Regions from separate parts of the Cyprinus carpio genome. Here region 2 is linked to region 1. A link is a contact called in public Hi-C data. All regions are on one chromosome and are shown on one strand. The core of a region is the stretch at or near the end of the contact, and the rest is flanking DNA. Distances in the headings are between cores, read along the strand shown. Region 1 holds the start of park7 (Parkinson disease protein 7 homolog). Region 2 holds the start of LOC122138872 (28S ribosomal protein S16, mitochondrial-like).

The links. Hi-C and Micro-C count contacts between places; a contact is called where the count stands out from the background.
Region 2: a contact with region 1 is called in a Hi-C map of skeletal muscle, with 4 times the contacts expected there. The contact joins the promoter of LOC122138872 here to the promoter of park7 in region 1. A contact is called at or near these places in 2 of 8 Hi-C or Micro-C datasets (both in skeletal muscle).

Annotation. Positions count from the first base shown.
Region 1 is chrB11:7,380,854-7,383,553 of ASM1834038v1, reverse strand. park7 (Parkinson disease protein 7 homolog) reads left to right here and starts at 1,324. Exons shown (of 6, transcript XM_042733708.1): 1 at 1,324-1,489; 2 at 2,358-2,457. The coding sequence starts at 1,400.
Region 2 is chrB11:7,614,122-7,616,821 of ASM1834038v1, reverse strand. LOC122138872 (28S ribosomal protein S16, mitochondrial-like) reads right to left here and starts at 1,444. Exons shown (of 4, transcript XM_042733713.1): 1 at 1,274-1,444; 2 at 1,105-1,131; 3 at 1-31. The coding sequence starts at 1,117.

The sequences.
Region 1 (2,700 bases), core at 75-2,574:
TCGCCTGTGTTTCCAAGCCAAATCCCTCAGTCTTACCAGGGTTACCTGTTTTACAAACAACTTTAATTGCCATTTTGTATTTACAACACAGGCATACTATAAGCTTCTGGGGTAAAGAGTTGGGGAAATAATTAAATAAAGGGAAAATAAGCTATGTAGGGTGAGCTCAGTTGATCCCAGCTGCATATGTTGGCAATCACAGCTGGCTGCTGGATTTGCACACAGGCACGCAACAAACAGGCCGCTGATGTGTGTATCATCCACTGCTGCAGACAGTTCATTCTACAAAAACACAAAAAATAACAGTCTCAAAAACTACACATGGTTTTTGCAACAACAGCTTGAGACTTGTACTTTGTTGAGTCTTTAGGGTGCAGGATTTAGATAATGTTGCACTGGAGAAGATTCTTTAAATCATTTGTAAACATTCGGCAAAATCCTTCATCTTCCAGTCATTAAAATAAACACATTAATTATTACATTTCCTTTGAAATTTTTGGAAATTTGCCTCCAGTGTCAACATTTCTGTTGCTCATAGATGATGACACTGAATGCTGTTTTCAGGCCCATCTACAAGCAAGTTACAAATACTATGCCTGAAACTGCAATTTAGTGGTCTGTAGCGTCCTCTACTGGCCGAAGAGCTGCATTTTCCATATTATTATTATTATTATTATTATTATTATTTATTACAACAGTGGTTCTCAAACCTCTCCATGAAGTACCCCCAGCACTGAACATTTTGTATGTTGAATCAGGTGTAATAAATGAGAGAGACGTACAAAATGTGCAGGGCTTGGGGTACTCCAGGACAGGTTTGAGAACCACTGTATTACGAACATTATATCAACCAATAAAAAGCAGTTAAAATACAAAAATACATTATATATACATTATGTTTAGGTTCAGTAATTTTACCCTAATTGCAACGTATAGGCTGTTTTCCATGCATTTAAAGTGAAATAACTGAACATAAATATAGGAGCCTGATAAAATGCTTATTTTAGAAGAAAATTTCAGACGGCACTTAGAGACTTTTGCATATATATATATATATAGTCTAAGATACAGAAAATAAATCTGAAGTGTATATTATGCATTTAAGGATATTTTCTGGTTGAAGGATCTACATTTTTCATCTCTATGTTGACTATTTATAATAAACTCGATTTTTTCACTTCAGATCTTGACAGAAATTACATGATTCTATTTTAACAATAATACAAAGTACAGGATTACACAAATGAATATAATAAATTAAATCACCGCCATACAAGAAGAACTAAAAAGAAGACTTTTATTTTGCCTGGCAGCTCCCCAGAACCGGAAACGCCTTTTATAATAAATGTGTCGCGTGTGAGTAGCGTTGCAGACCGTCACAGGCCTCAGACTCGCAGTCATGGCTGGTAAAAGAGCTCTAGTGATTCTGGCGAAGGGCGCGGAGGAGATGGAAACGGTGATCCCGGTGGATGTCATGCGCAGAGCGGGGGTCTGTAGCCTTACAGCACTCTTCCACTGAGCTGTGGAGCTGCGCGCGAATGCAGTGCTGCTGTGTGCAAGTCTGTAGACAACTAGTTATGTGTGTGCGGGGCATAAATGCATCTGAATTTCTGCATTTGTCTTTGTAAAGTAAATGCAGTGATCAGTGTCTGTTGAATGTGCCAGACTCTGAGCTGCCAGTGTGTTAATGCCAAAGTCATCTGGACTCTGACATTACATAATCAGAGATTTTTATACGTAGTTTTTTGAGAGAACTTTATAATTTTATTTAGCAAGGATGCATTAAATTGATCAAAAGTGACAACAAATACATTTATAATATTGCAAAATATTTCTATTTCAAATAAATGCTGTTTTTGATCTTTCTATTCATCATAGAATCTTTAAACATTATTCATAACAATAAGAAATGTTTCTTGAGCAGCAAATATTTATAATATTATGATTTCTGAAGGATCATGAAGACTGGAGTAATGATGCCGAATTTTGTGCCCTGCCATACAAATAAGAGACTTAAAAACATGTTGAACAGGGGTTGAATAATTATGATATACCTGTAAAAAGTGAAAATGGAAATATGTAACTAATCTGTTACAGATGAAAAAAAAAAAAAAAACCTGGATCTTCAAAAAAGCTTACATTTGAAATTATTAAATTAAATTATAATTAAACTATTACAGTATTAAATTTTAATTGCAATTTTATATATGTATATATAAACACACACACATAGATAACTTCCACATTAAAACAGTTTAAAATGTACAAATATATTGATTGAGAGATATATTATGCACACACACACACACAAAAGCTGATATGCTCATTTCATTGATGTTTTTTCCTCTCTCCCATAGATTGCTGTTACAGTGGCAGGTCTGGCGGGTAAAGAGCCCGTGCAGTGCAGCCGATATCACAATATCCCCCCACACCAAACCCTAAAACACCCCCAAAAACATTTTTGTTTAACAACCTTCTCATAAGTACATCAAGTTGACTAGAACTAAGTTGTGCTGAATGAAGTTGAAGCTGAAGGTGAATGGAGTGCTGTCTCCATCCAATGGCCAAATAGTGCATTGCCAATAAAACTTGATGTAACTAGACTTCTATATGTTCAATTTATCACATCCAAAACCTTGATACCAACATATACACGTCAGCTATATTAATGAAACATCCTTGATTGTCAAACATTATCAA
Region 2 (2,700 bases), core at 195-2,694, 230 kb before region 1:
CCACCATGATATTTTTTGAGCAGGAAAGAAGCTAAGACAAAGACATAATGCAAGTTTCACACTGGCAGTGTTTAATGTCAAAAACACGAGGCTTTAATTCAGAAGCAGTAAGACTGATCCTGGAGGCTACATTTTGGATGTCTTTCTTATTTGAAATGCACATTAAAACTTGAGAGGTCAGTTGTTCAGAATGATCTAGAATTGTAATCCCATTTTTTGCTATCCAGGATCAGGTGATCCATCTTACTTTTCTACTGGTTTTTCAAAGCAAAATTGGATCGGATCCCAATGATCCATAAACACTTTTTTCAGATTACTAAATCTGGATTATTAGTGCTCTACAGCAGTGGTTCTCAATTCCAGTCCTCGCACCCCCTGCTCTGCACATTTTCTGTGTTTCTCTTATGGCTTCAGATGTTTGTTCTATTCGAACTAAGTGCCCTGCGAAGTGGACATCACAGGATATTCCGCCATGATTCCAGTTAGAAGAGAACGTATATTTTCTATTCAAAGTGCATCGAAGTGTGCGAGACATGAATTTAATTTGTATTTATTCACAGAGGTATATGATGTCACACCCATCTGTGTGTGAAGACGCTGTACAGCACAAATCCGTGAATGAATGTTCCGAAGTGAAGTAAACTTCAACAAATGTCCCCTGCTCAGGGAGTAGGGAGCAATGAACACTGTGTAGGGAGCATGTCAATGGGAACACAGTTCATGCACGGAGCTCACTTCTAAGGAGCTGATTATCTGAATCAGGTGTGTTAACAAAGAAACATTCAAAATGTGCAGAACAGGGGGGCGCAAGGACTGGAATTGAGAAGTGCTGCTCTACAGAGCCTCTAAAGCAGTAATAAGAAATAATAATAATAATAATAATAATAATAATAATGCTTTTGTATTTCCTTAGAAAATTTACTGTAGGCTGCTTAAATACAAAATCAAATGACCAAAAGATGCACTGTCCCCGGCCCGATAACTACAATTTGATCAGATTACTTCTGAACAACTGGCCCGAGATGTTGAGTGGACTCTTGTGTTAAAACAGGGAGTCGTCAAAAATGACCAATACTTAGAATAAATTACATTAAACCTACTTACATAAATGGACCATGACTGAGAGATACTCTGTCGAAGACAAAAGAGAGTAAGTCAATACAAAATATTTATAAAACACCACACATGAACGAATAAGGAACATAAAATCTCAGTCTTTATGAGAGCATGGAGTAGCGTTATATACATTTCGCGTAAAAAAAAAAACACATACCTTATAAATGCGGTAACTTCATGTAGATACGTCTGTAATATTATTGAATATAAGCGTCATGTGTATGTAATAACGTTTAAACACACACAACTATCTGGAGACGGTCAACAACATGACATTCGTGAGAGCGCCGCCATCTTTTCCTGCCGCACCGGAAGAGTGTGTTCTTCTTCTTCTGTGGGATTTATTGGCGGGTCGCATACCAGCTTTTTAGATGCATACCGCCATCTCCTGTGTTGGAGTGTGGAGTGATTTTAGTCTACGTATATTATTATGATATATATTCTATTCTTAAGTCCACTATTTTTAATGAATTTTAAACCTGTCTTTATTATTTTACCAGATCCTTGTTTTGTGTTTAAAGTGTTGCAGATTGAAAATCCACTGCATCCTATGTTCTGTAGTTCTCTTTGTAGTTCATTCCTTTCCTGTTCATACCTAGGACAGAGTAACACATGATCAATAACAGTTTCCTTCACTTGGCATAAGTGTTTCTCGATCCTACTATGATGAAAGCTTTGCTCATGAATATTAAGTATGTTACGTCTGTGCGTTCTAGCAACTTTACGTTATTTATATTCATGTTGCTTCGTGTCAAGAGTATATGTGTATAATGTGATGAATTCAGCCAATAGATGGCGGTTTTGTTCTACGGAGATCTAGTTTCAAAAGACATTTATTAAAGGTCCAAGGACCTTCTTTTGTTATTCTTTTTCTGCACTTAACCCAAATTTTTCTGAATGGCTTCATGCATATAGTCATGTTAATAGTGTCCTCTGTGAACATGTTCTGCATTTATTTTTCCCAGGTTTTCTTTTTTTTCTTTTTTTTTTTTCTTGAAAATCGTATTTGAATGTGAGGCAACTATAGCTGCTGGTGGGCAAATATGTTGTATTCACCCCTTCAATTTCAATTTTGAATATGAGGAGAGCATTTGGCATCTAACTCAAAATAACTGCTTTCAACAGATCAATCTTTATTCATAAACAAATTTATCATGCATAAAAATATCTTCTTTTGTGCTCAATAAAAGAAAGAATCTCATAAGTTTGCAACTTGAAAATGACACAATGATGGCACAATTTCCATTTTGGGTGAACTTTCCCTTATGTAAGCAGTTTTCGTATAAGTTGCCTACAAGGAGTACTGCAGTGAAAGTAGATGTATAAATTCACATAAAACATGTTTGCATACTATACTTTGTGATGTAAATATGTAAAATCTAATATATTTAATGAATAGGCACATACTGATTAGGTCAAATGGATTAACCTTGACAAAAGTCCTTGATATTCATGGAGTTAATGATATTCTTTTAAAAATATATGATTATTTAAATAAGTATCATTTGTAGGCTACACCCATGTTTGTTTGTTTATTTATTTACTTATTATTGAACATGCAGGTATTTTCATTTCTTAGAAGTG